Regions from separate parts of the Rattus norvegicus genome. Here all the other regions are linked to region 1. The links are chromatin contacts, called in public Hi-C maps. All regions are on one chromosome and are shown on one strand. The core of a region is the stretch at or near the end of the contact, and the rest is flanking DNA. Distances in the headings are between cores, read along the strand shown.

Region 1 (4,248 bases), core at 1,214-3,713:
GAAGACACCGGGTGCAAACTTGGCGTTCCGTAAATGTGCGTGCCTAAGTGTGTGTGTGTGTGTGTGTGTGTGTGTGTGTGTGTGAGCATGTTGCACACAACTGAAAGCTTAATGTGAAGTCATTAAGTCATATGATTAGATGTTGGTAAAATCGAAGATAGGGCCTGGCCCCAGTAATTAATGTTTTAGAATAACTGGGTGAGAGCACAGAATGCGTACCAACGGCACACAGATCACCTGCTCGAATCTCAGTGGTGCAGATACTCGTAGTAACCTGCATGGAGTGTACGACCGGGAAGGTCGGGACCCAGGACCACTGAGGAGCGCATCTGCTTCTGCGTTCCAGGTGAGCTATTTTTATCTTCTTCCCATTTTTCTTCTCATTAGCTATGGAAACCCACAGAAACAAGTCACCAAGCGCCCCATTCTGACTTGGATGGCATTTCTCAATCAGGGCACTGTTTCTCGAAGAGAATATCACATCCCACTAATTGTCCTGCAAATCCCCTTCTTAATTAAAATTAAAATCTTCATCCCAGCGACACTGCTTACAAATGTGTGTTCCTTCTTGTTCTTCAGAGGCAGATGCTTTGGGTACAACTCCCTTTTTTTTTTTCCTTTGGTGGGGTAACTCTGGTGAGAAAAATTTACGGGCAATTGATTTTGTTTTGTTTCTAGCTGTGGCGATAAAAACTCTAAAGCAAAAGTAAACAGCGCTCGTGGGGCAGGGGCACCATGGTGCACGGCTACACCGTTCGCTTTATGGCCCTGATGATGCTAACTCTAGTACAAGGTGTAATGGTTCTGACTGTGCCCTTTCTCTCTGCTTTGGGCTCCATTGTGCCTAGGCTGGCTACAGTGGGACTGCATTTAATTCTCTGCCGGGTTACCCAGTCCCCCGAAATAGCAAATGAACTTCTCAGACATCAGGTACCAGCCCTGCAACAACACATTAAATACCAAAGATGTCTGAATAACAGTAATGGTGGGAAAGTCTCTGGCAGGGTTCACTCTTTGTAAGGGGATGAAGGGGGTGGGGGTGTTAGCAAACTAGGAAGAATGGACTTTGTCATGTGCAAATATGGTGACCATAAATGGTGCTGGGGGCCTTTCCATTGTCCCCTGAGTCTGCCTTGGGAGAAAGCGGGCCAAGGGGAAGAAAGACACGTTTGATAGAGTTGTGAAGAATGTTTGAATGGAGACTGGGTGTTGGGCATTGTCTTGCAGTGACCTCAATTCGGTACAGTAGAGACCCTTAAAGGCACTGTCTGAAGTCACAATACTGCTATTCTCCTCCGTTTAGTAAAAGGGATTAGTTAAAAGGGTGGCGTTCCGTGCCCAGAGTTCCAACTATTCCATGAAACAAAAGGCCCGAAATGTTTTTGAAGTTATTTTTAATTGAGTTGAACTAATTTAATAAAGGTCCTACGGAGGAAAAAAAAATAAAGGAATGTGATTGTTTTATGATTCCTCACAGATGGAGGGGACATTTATAGCTCGTTTCTTCCTTTAGTGTTCCAGAGAACAGTAGCCCCATTTACAGCTACTGTTAGCAATTTAAAACTGCTCCAAAATGAAGTCTTTCAAGAAGTTGACAGCTTATAAATAAATCTGTCTGATAAAACTGAGCATAAACTGCATCTGTGGTTAGTTTGCCAAAATTAATTCTACATTTAATTAGAGATAGCAGTCAAACATATTTAATAAAAAACAGTCTTGGAGAGTAAATCAAATGAAGTCAGTTTTTCGCAGACGTTAAGCTTTCTGGTTTTTTTTTTGTTTTTTTTTTTTTTTTTTGGAAGGAGTGATGAAAAGACCTCACCTCTCTGACTGCGCGTTCTGTGGCACTGAGAGCTCTAGGGAGCTGGGGAAGCCAGTGAGCTCCGCTCTGCTTCCAAAGGTTCCTCCATCAGCTGGGGTAAAGAGAGAAAAACGATCACTGTGCTGTTTCTCTCTATCTCATCGCTGCAATTTACTGTGATGCCCTAAATACTAAGGCCACAAGTCACGGGTGTATTACTATTAATAATTCCAGAGGCCATCTGAGCTGATCCACATTTGTGTACAAACAGCATGTGAGAGTCTCCTTTAAAGGGGTTTAAAATTTCTTGGGACATCATGACTTGTGTTTAGAGAGGCAGAGACAGAGACAGGTAGGTAGGTTGGTAGGTAGGTAGGTAGGTAGGTAGGTGGATATGTGGGTAGATGGGTGGGTGGGTGGGTAGGTAGGTAGACAGATGATAGAATGATAGATAAAAAGATAAACATATAGATCAGCTGCTGCAGACAAAGACTTTGGCCCATGCGGTTGGCCTATTAAATATTTGTTCATGGCATGCTAAAGAGCCGTGGAAACCTGAGGAGACACATACCTACAAAATTCACAGGTCCACCCCAAAGCAGCAGACACTGCTTTACCACATCAGTGACTGACGGTTCAAAGAGGGAGCCAGCAGACCTTCAAACATTGGGAAACTCAACAAAGTCCAAAGTACTGGGCGAAGTTTGCAGAGGACAATAGAAGCCAGTGCTAGCAAAAAAAGAGAAAATTCCATGCCACGAGAAAGAGCTTGAAGCACATAAGAACCCACACAAAGGAGAGTAAGGGCAACTTAGCCCCAGTCGCATTTGTTTAAGAAGTATGATATTTCTAGGAATTCAGGAAGTTGAACAAACACCGTCCTATATATTATGGGAGATACATAAAACTGTTACACTTAGCTAGCACGAAGCAATTTGGATTAGAAGTTAAACATTTATTTATGGAGCTTAATGTGACAGTCATACGATGATTAATCCAGACTAAATATGTTCCCAGATAGCCACGTGTTCTGGTTATGGGTAATTTTAATGCTACTTCTGACTAAAACGCACCAGGCCTTAGCTGCTTTCTCTCAGCTACTGCAATGTCATTTTGCGTGTTCAATATCCTCTAAAAAAACAAGTTTGGGGAACTCACTAGTTTACTTTCTCAGTAACTTCATCAAAATTTTGATGAAAGTTTCTTTTGGTGTTGTTTTGTTTGGTTTGTTTGTTTGTTTGTTTGTTTTGGAAAAACAGGACATAAAAATAATACATACTTATTCCTGAAGTTAAAATAGTTTATCATGAATTTGAGGTTTGCCCCACATACTTGACATAAATGCCATTCAAGAAAATGCAGAACGTTTATCTCCCAGTTGCTTTTTAGTTCTATCGTGGAATAATGGTGCCGAAAGGCTGCTGTGTTATAATTGCTTAATAATTTATTAAGGTACAGATTATTGTCAAGATATACTATTAAAGTATTAAAAGTGGATACCCCAAAACAAAGGGTTAACTGGTTCGATTATACTTTACCACGTAAATCATTAATAGCATGAATGGTCAATCTTCCTCACTAGACAGCTGGGTAGCTAGGAGACAGACAGACAGACAGATACATGCATGTACATAAACATACATACATGTATATATGTGAGGTAGGAGATAGACATACAGATACACACACATGTACATGCACATACATATGTATATACATGTGAGGTAGGAGGTAGTCATACAGATACACACATGTATATGCACATACATATGTGTATACATGTGAGGTAGGGAATAGTCATACAGATACATACACATACATACATGTACAAGCATATACAAACATGTATATATGTGAGGTAGGAGATAGTCATACAGATACACATGCATGAACATACACATACATCAATGTATACATGTGATCCAAAGGAATGGTGATTTTAATTAATGACTTAAAATGAAGATGGAAAAAATACTTGTTTCTTTGTCATTGAAGTATTAGAGATAACTGATGCAGCCTCGTGGACAAAATCAATGTTCCTTTCATGTAGTAAGAATATATTTTTAAAGAAACATCAATATTTTTGTCACCCAGAACTGTGAAAAAATAGCTTAAATTATTTCAATTTCACAACTAGATTTAAGTTCTTAAATGAAGAGTTGTAGGGTTGTTAAGAGTTACAGTCATGAGCTAACAGTTAACTCAGTCTCTTACCGCCACAGTAGCCAGTCCTTCCCTCAGGGGAACTGTGGCTGGGCAAGCCACTTTCTCAGGCAGACGTCAAGGCACTGCTCTATCTTTAAAAGGCGGGGCCTGGCTGGGTCCTCCCTAAAGCAACTCTTGGACTTTAGTTCTATGACGAAAGCATCTCGCCACGTCAAACATACCCTCGCTTCCTTTCACAGTTCTGTCCAAGTCCATGTTGTGACACTTACCCCAGCTACTCG
Region 2 (4,021 bases), core at 48-2,547, 69 kb after region 1:
ACCATTAACTATTTATCACCCTGTATGTAACGGGGATGTTTCTCTAGACAGTCTCCTGCTTTAATATTCCTGCTGTTGTATGATCCTGATTAAAAAAATGAGAATTCCCCCTTTGTCCCTAAGAGTGACCATCAGGAGCCCCGCAGGGACTTTCTATCCACTTGTTGGTCCCCTTCTGTCAGAAGATCTTTGCCCAAACATTTTCAGAGTAAACAAAACTTCCAACATTAAGACACTTGATGTTAACCACTGATGATGAGGTAAGGAACAGAATAGAGATTGTTCTAGACCAATCCACAGGTTATCTCTCTTCCTGTGAAGGAACTTGCAGCCTTTACCTAGGGTTTCTCCCATCAAGATATGTTTCCTATGAATGATTACTACAAAGGCCTTTGACATCAATGGGCCAGTATACAGCCTGTCAGAAAACTAGCCACAGAACAGGTCTAAAATGAGCATCTACTAAAACAATTCCACATGCAGGTAGAAGATTTGAGTACTTGAATTATAGAATTTTTTGTGGGTCCCCTACTCCCAGAGGAAAAAGCATTCTGGAATCCAGTGCCTAGAAGTTGACGCTTGCCATAAAACTAAACAAAATCAGTGACAGAGTCTCTCATGTTTATGGTCTCTTCCTTTCAGTGGACTTCCTCAGATGGCAATTTCAAGTTGCATTGGTCACTGTGGTAGCCATGTCCCTGGTACAAGTCCTACATTCAAAAAATAGTTCTCAGGTTCTCAGCCACCATTGCTGAGCACTTCTGTAGATTAATAATGGATTTTTAGTGAGCTAAAATGAGGAAAACAGCCGAATGGAACTCACCTGTAATGCCAGCATGTGGAAGGAGACTTGATTTCATCCTCTAAACTACATAATTTACCAGTGACCTGGGGGCAGGGGGTGGGCTTTGTCTTGCTATACTTTAAATCACAAACTATAAGTTTTAAAGACGATGGAGGTTTCCTTGACATAAACTGGAGCCATCTGAGATTGCCTCCACCAGATTACCTATAGGCAAAAGTATGATGTGTTTTCTTGATTGAAGGTTGGTACAGGAGGGCCTAGTCCACTGTGGGTGGCGCCATTCCCTGGGCAGGTGGTCTTGGAGTGTATAAGACAGCAAGCTGAGCAAGGCATGAGAGCATCCAGTTCACAATGTTCCCCCCATGGCCTCTTCTACAGTTCCTGCCTCCAGGTTCCTGTCTTGAATCCTTGCCCTGACTTGCCTCAATGGTGGAGTACTACTTAAAGCTGAAATAAACCTTTTCTCCCCCAAGTTCCTTTCGGTCAGTATTTGTCAGAGCAGCAGAGAGCAAACAAAGACAGGGTTCATTAGTGTTTTCCATGTCTTATTCGGGCAGTGTGTGTGTGTGTGTGTGTGTGTGTGAGAGAGAGAGAGAGAGAGAGAGAGAGACAGAGAGAGAGAGACAGAGAGAGAGAGACAGAGAGAGAGACAGAGAGAGACAGAGACAGAGACAGAGACAGAGACAGACAGACAGACACTAGGGTCTTGGTTGGCCTTTGTAGTTTTCCATGACTGCCTTTGTAACTCTTGAGTTTCTGTCGGGTCACTAATGGTCAGTTTTCGCTTTCATTCTTAATCTCTGTCCCTCCCTCCGCCCCGTTGGTCTAGCTGTGGGTTTGTCAATTTTATTGATCATTTTTCAGAGCCAACCTTGCTTGTATTGATTTTTTTCCTCTTGTTTTCTATTCTGGTTTACTGCTTCTCACTCTTGTCTTTCCTGTTTTCCTGTCATTGGTTTGCTTTATTTCGCCATTCCTTTTCTATTTTCCATGGTGGAAAGTGCAGCCTTCAAATCTCAATATCTTTATACTTCTGCGCGATAAGCAGTTACTGCTATAATTCTCCCTTCAGCACGGCTTTACCTGCAGCGTATGCATTTTTTAACATGGTTCCTTTTCTTTTAGCTCACAGGATTTCTTAATTTTCTGTTATTTTTTTTTTTATTGATCAACAGGTTAGTTAGAACTGTGTCTCTATTTCCAGTTACCAGTTGACATGTTACTTGTCCTCTTATGTTTCTGGTTTCCAATTTAAACCTATACTGACCAAAAAATGCTATTTTTGGTATGATTTCAAATCTTAAAAAAAATCCAGTGAAACTTTTCCCATTGGCTGTCTACCCATGTTTTGTCTGACTTGGCATGTCCTTCCCTCCGTTGATTTTTGTGTGTTTTTCTTTTGTTCGGTGAGTAGTTACCTTAATAATGGCCTTGAAGCAAATGAGTGAGACCGACAACATATATATCATCTCATGGTGTGTGTGCACGTGCGCGTATTGTGATGCGATGTCTGCAGTACCTATGGAGACCAGAAGAGGGGATTGGATTCCTTTAAGCTGGAGTTAACAGTTACAGGCAGTTGTAAGCAACCCAACCTAGGAAATGCACTCAGGTCCCTTGGAAGAGCAGCAAGTCCTCTTAACCACTGAGCCATCTCTCCATATCCCCCTCACTGGACTTTCACTCATTTGAGAAGAACAAATGTGCACAAAGCATTCTCTCTCTATCTCTCTCACTCTGCTATTGAAATATCACCAAATGCCAAAGCCGCCTTTTAAATTTTGTGAGAGTTTCACAGAGTGCATGACTCTGAAATTAGTGTATCCTTGGAAGGCCTTGTACTTCTGAGTCTCCTGCCTCAGCGTCCCGTGTAGCTGGAATTAGAGCTGCAGCTGTTTTCTCCAGCTCATTGACTTATTATTAACTGGGTGGTTAATTAATTGTATCTTCGAGGTACTGGGGCTTGCCCGTTATTTATTCCTCTCTCACACACCCATGAGATGCGTATGTCTTATCTATCCTCTACATAATATAGGTCCTGCATTTTTAACTACCTTCTGTTAATATTGATTGTGTTTCTACACCACATAATTAATGCTCATCATTAAATTAGAGTGGTTTATAGAACTCTTACAGTCATTACTATATGCCTCATCTCTGTCCCAGAAAGCCACTTTGTGGGTGTCATGTGGCATCAGGTAATTTCTCGAAACCTTCAAAGGCTTCATTCTCCACTTCCAGTTCCTCATCTCCCTCCCTTTGCTGAAGATGAGACTCTTTCCTACTCCATTTTCATAAATCTCAACTTTTCTTGCAGTCACTTGTGGATCCTTTGATACCCCTGTAGCCAAATTTTATGTGGGTTTTTAAATATATTTTCCCAACTGTAGAAATGTTGTTTGGTTGCCCACTCTTCATTGTTTTAGTGACATGCTAAAGCGCCATCTTGTACTGTCTACTTTCATTATTAAAACAGATCTTCTTTTCATTTCTAACCATCCTTGGAGCAATGAGCTCAGCGGTCTGTCCTGTCCGCGGTGAAGTTGGGGGGCCTCTCAGAGATGCTGTCTCCTGACATCGTTTTCTTAGGCTCCTTACAGTTTTCCGAATCTGTGTGTGCCTTGGCGGCTTTGTTTAGAACCTGGGCGATTTGATGACCTGTGACAGTCACCCTGGCTTCTGAACCTTTGCCGCTCTCCATCTTGAGAACTCTTGCTATTGGCCATTTGGTTGTTGATGTGGCAGATGCTGCTGTTGTTATCTTGTGTGTGTGTGACTTTCCTCTTCCGTGGGTCACACTGGAGTCTGTGTTTCTTTTTTGTTTTAAAAATTTTACTTAATTTTTTTTCTTTGAAAAATAAAATCACTCCTTAGAGTTTCCATAAAAGGCCATGGTAACAGCATAGTGATGGTTAAAGGTGATTCTTTGTTGAACCAATAAGACTTTATTAATTCGTTCATCTATCCATTCATTCATCTGTCCATCTATCCATCTACCCATCTTCACTCATTTTGCTACTACTTCTTTTTTTTTTCTTTTTCTTTTTTTCGGAGCTGAGGACCGAACCCAGGGCCTTGCGCTCACTAGGCAAGCGCTCTTCCACTGAGCCAAATCCCCAACCTGCTACTACTTCTTATATACCTACTGGGTGTCAAGCATTCTTCTGATCCTGGAAACAGAAACAAGAGAAAGAAGGATTGTCTTCTTCATCGTAG
Region 3 (4,458 bases), core at 598-3,097, 100 kb after region 1:
TAAAGCAGTCGGAGATTTTCCCCCTCGGAATACGTGTATGGTGTGTCATTGTGTACGTCTGAAAAAGTAAACTTACTGTCTGCCTGTCGCCAGGATAAAAAAAAAGTGGGACCTAATCAAACTGCTGTGGGGTCAACCCTTGTGGTTTTAAAGGCCCTTAATGTTATCCAGCTGCGAAATAAAAGGGACCGGGAGGGGGAAGGTAGGAGGAGTGGAGGGGGTTGGTGGGGTAGGGGGGGAGCCTGTGGAAAAGCACAGAGAGTCTGGCTTTTATTTTTATTTTTTTTAAGTGAGTTCAGTGCCAGCCTGGACATTGGGTGTGCGGACTATTGAGCCATTGTCTCTCCCATTTCCAGAGTAGCCCCCAGTTAATCACTTCGGCTTTGAAGGGAATTTCCTCGTGGAATTCTCCACAGAAAATCTAATCAACTGACCTGCCCTCTCAACAATGGAAGGCTTTTTTTCCCTCTCTCTCCCTTATTGGGGCGGGCTCTGTAATGTAGCCTTCTGTGCACAATGAACCCTCCCAGTAGGAGTGGAGAGCATGTGTGTGAGTGACTGTGTGTAGAAAGCGCACTATCTCGTGTCGGTGAGCGTGTGCTTACTCCGTAGCCAGATGCTGCTGTGCACTGGGACAGCCACCATCCCCTTGTGCCCGAGTAGGTGCCTCTGTCATTCCATGTCAAAGGTACCTGATTACCTTCCTCGCCTGCCAGATTTTTATCTAGATAATTGGAACTGCTATAGAGGCTGTGCCTTGCCAGCCAGCTTAGGATTTGGAGAACCAGAGTTTGCCCAGCTTATCTGTCCTTGCCTGGACAGAGGAAATTAAAGAGCCCCAGGGCTGGGGGGGGGCACACCCGCTTTTTTCAGCCCTAGCTCCCAGGTCCTGGGGAGCAGGACAGTGGACTGGTCAGGCCATCTTCTGGTTTGGGGTTTGAGATTTCCCCGAGCGCCTGCATGCTGTGCCTGGCATGCAGATACCTGCTCTCCTCCACGCCTGGTTTCTGGAGTTTGAAGCTACAGAAACTTTGCCTGGGTTGCCAGGACATCCAGAGCACTTTGTGGAAAGCGGGAGCTAGCACTGAGCCCAGCAGAGTGAGTGACAGCCTGTTTACAGGTTTCCTTGAAGGGGCCTCTGCTATATTTCAATCTGTCAAAGTTGCTTTTCTTCCCTTAGAACAATGCCTGATTGTTGTATGTGAGTGAGTGAGTGAGTGTGTGTGTGTATGTGTGTGTGCGTGCGCGCGCACGAGCACCCCCATGCCTGTGTGTTTCCGTGTGCGTTTAGAGAGAGAGAGTGTGTGTGTGGGGGTTGGTGGTTGAGGAAAAACAATTCTTTGTGTAAAAATGCTGTGACTGAAGTGTAATCATTTTGCTTAATTAGTTAATACTCACAGTTTGATCGGGGCTCCGTTATTACAAAGTTATTTTTTAATCAGCCCCGAATGTGTTTTGCACAATGATACTGGTGGCAGTGGTGTGCGTGCATGTGTGTGTGTGTGTGTGTGTGTGTGTGTGTGTGTGTGTGTGTGTGTGACTTTTATTATTTAGAGGAGGGAGAGAGCATGGGAGACTAGTTGACTTCTACCATTCAGTGATGTCCAGGAGACAGAATTAGGAGGAAGGGACGGACGCCCGGAGGTTGTCTAGTGCCTAGTAGTCGGAGTGTGCCGCTGTGCAGAGGGGGAGTAGCCAGACCGCTGTTGGAAGTGTACTACCCCTTTAAGAGAATGGTCAAGGAGTCCTAGGAGAGAGAGAGAGAGAGAGAGAGAGAGAGAGAGAGAGAGAGAGAGAGAGAGAGAGAGAGAGGAGGGGAAGGGGGAGAGGGAGAAAGGGAGAGGGGGAGAGAGAGAGTGAGAAGAGACAGAAAGAGAATCCATTGGTTTAGAAGGTTTGGACTGACTTGACAGGTTCAGTTGGAGCCGATCATAGGTGGCCGCTGTGACAAAGGGAAATTGTGCTTTTCCAGCATGCTTACTGACCCTGATTTACCTCAGGAGTTTGAAAGGTGAGTACTGTTTGGTTTTTTTCCCCCCCTAATATACTGAAGTGCAAACTCTTCATTTCGCAGTAGTCCGTGAATCCCCTGGAAGATGCCTCCCCCAGACTGTGTGTTAAAGCAGCTCTGAGCTCCGGTCTCTGCAGCCTTGGGAGCTGATTTCTGTTGTGGTTGCCCGGACCAAATTGAACTGATTTGCAAAGTCTCCTCCGAGCTTACTGCTAATGTTTTTAGGTTGCGTCGGATCACAGGCAGGAAATTAAATGAACATTAAGCATCTCTCTCTCTCTCTCTCTCTCTCTCTCTCTCTCTCTCCTCCCCCCCACCCCCTTTGCTGCTGCTCCCTTCCTCGGTTAGGCTCCCAATTTCTGCTTTCATTGATCCCCCGCACACCTTTTGTAGACTGCTAGCATATTCAGGGATCTCTGTCTCCTGTAATTTCCGAAGTGACACAAGGCTTAGGCTGTGGTGGTTAAAGCAGAGGCTGTTAAATTCCTGTTTGATCCTTCTGTTAAACTTTGGAAACTGCTCCGAAAGGCAGGACCTTTTGTTGATATGGGAGAGAGCCCTGCTGTTGTGGTTTTTTTTCCCCAAAGAAAATTTAACATCACAGTTAAATATCAGCAGATGATTCTCGATGTGTCTGAAGAGGGGAAGAAGGGAGCAAACAAGGCACCCCCCTCCCTTTTTAAGTTTAGAGGCTACTTTTGTTTTTGCTGTCTTAACTGAATTTTGATAAACTACACTTTCCGCTGTGCTCTGATGGAGGGAGTTAAGTGTATCTTTAATTAGTTGTTCCTATTTAGAGGTCCGTGCAGTTCCCTTCCATTTGATGTTGCTGCAAGTAACGTGGGGAGGGGGGGCTTTTAAAGAATTTTAGCCCTCCCCGTGTCCCTGTAATTATACATTACAATTTTTAACTTTGAGTTCTTATCCTCGTGCAAGTTCATTTTTTGAACTATAAATAGATTTTTGTTTGCCATTAAAAAGAACTCAAACTTCGTATTCTGTATGGTGAATTTAAAAAAAAAAAAAAAGCTAAAAAAAGCCGGGATGCAAGATACCCAGGCGTTTTCCATTTTCATGCAAGCTATACCTTCTGTGTAAACATTTGTTGTATCTGACTATGCAAGGCAAGCTAGGTGCTAGACCAGCTGGTTAAAAATATGCTAAGTCAAGCTGTTCATCACTCAAATGCCTGAATTTGATATGAAAAGACGAAAAAAGAAAGGACAAAGATTAAAACATTTTAGAACTGAAGCCACGGAAGAGAGAAAGTGTGGAGAGGAAAAGAAGCCTAGGGATGTGGTCACATTTTAGAGAAGCCACTGTGTGACCAGGAAAGAAAGTAAAATGTGTAATGTGTGTGTGTTGTAACACTGCCTTTCTCCGTCTCCCTCGCCCCTTAACGAAGAAGGTGGCTCTATTGGGACAGTTTCGAATTGATTTTTCCGAAGCACTGCATAGTAACTCTTCTAACTAGTTAGTTTTCCTCTACAAACATAGTATCGTTCCTCTGTGGATATGGAAGTTGTTCACAGTGAAACATATTATTGTCTAATGTAGCGATCTGTTAATTGATCAGAACCAGTTTCCCAACATGTGCAGAGGAACGTATCAATGGTATTTTTTCTTAATTGCAATTATATTATTATTATTTTATTATTGTTATTATTATTTGCAAATAACACTCTGATTTGTAACCTGTTAGCTGAATGTTCTTATAAAGAGGCAGTTACATATTAACAGGCACAGCCTATTTCTCCATATAAGCAAGCTGCCTGCTGGGAACTTTATTTGTATTTTTTCAGTCATCTCTTTTTAAGCCAAACTTTTCCCTTTAATTCTCTAGTGCTCAGATCTCCTAACATTGTTTTGTTTCTCCTTCTGGTGAGCTTTTTATGCTCTTTCTGAGTTATCCAGGGGCATACATTTTCAGCTGGATAATTGAATAAGCCAGGGACAATCAACTAGTTTGTTCAGATGTGCATCCTCTGCGTAAAAGTAGTAGTTAAAATAATTTTGAAGAATGTCACACAGTATAACATTTTTAATAATTTACCGTGAGGTTGAAATTGACAGTACTTACCCAAATCCCAGCAAATCATGACAGTTTGTCACCACTGCCTCTCCCCACTTGTCTATTGTCACTTACACAGATAGATCATACAGAGAAATGCAGCATGGACTGCTGACACTCTGTAAAGGGAGACTAGATAACGGTGCTAACATATATAAATGACCGGGATGAGGCTTGCTTTTTTCCCCTTCTCAGTCATTTGCAACTTTTGTGGAATAACTAGGTCATTTCCATTGACTTTAATTATATTCTATTTGCTCACCTGATATCAAAGAGGTTTTCATTCAAACTCATTTAGACCTTGAAAAGAATTCCTAATGTCTTTATGAATGGGAAATTAGGTGTAGTGGGCAGAAGTTGCTCAGAGCTCAGACAC

Evidence for each region. A called contact is a pair of places that touch in the nucleus more often than the background predicts.
Region 2: a Hi-C map of liver shows a contact between it and region 1, with 4 times the contacts expected there. The contact joins two enhancer-like sites. A contact is called at or near these places in 2 of 12 Hi-C or Micro-C datasets (kidney and liver).
Region 3: a contact with region 1 is called in a Hi-C map of liver, with 2.3 times the contacts expected there. The contact joins the promoter of Sox5 here to the enhancer-like site in region 1. A contact is called at or near these places in 3 of 12 Hi-C or Micro-C datasets (Schwann cells and liver).

The regions. Positions count from the first base shown.
Region 1 is chr4:178,991,961-178,996,208 of GRCr8, reverse strand. LOC120102510 (a long non-coding RNA gene) reads right to left here. Exons shown (of 3, transcript XR_005504192.2): 1 at 4,016-4,248; 2 at 1,823-1,913. It also overlaps a transcript of Sox5 not described here. Among named protein-coding and RNA genes, the nearest start is that of Sox5, 100 kb to the right of the region's middle. Within about 2 kb of position 2,463, at least 4 of the 93 cell types and tissues checked have an H3K27ac peak or open chromatin away from gene starts, as enhancers often do. A contact at or near this core is called in Schwann cells and liver, where this site is marked.
Region 2 is chr4:178,921,732-178,925,752 of GRCr8, reverse strand. It overlaps a transcript of Sox5 not described here. Among named protein-coding and RNA genes, the nearest start is that of Sox5, 33 kb to the right of the region's middle. Within about 2 kb of position 1,297, at least 2 of the 93 cell types and tissues checked have an H3K27ac peak or open chromatin away from gene starts, as enhancers often do. A contact at or near this core is called in liver, where this site is marked.
Region 3 is chr4:178,887,838-178,892,295 of GRCr8, reverse strand. Sox5 (SRY-box transcription factor 5) reads left to right here and starts at 1,847. Exons shown (of 15, transcript NM_001271267.2): 1 at 1,847-2,011. The coding sequence starts at 1,974.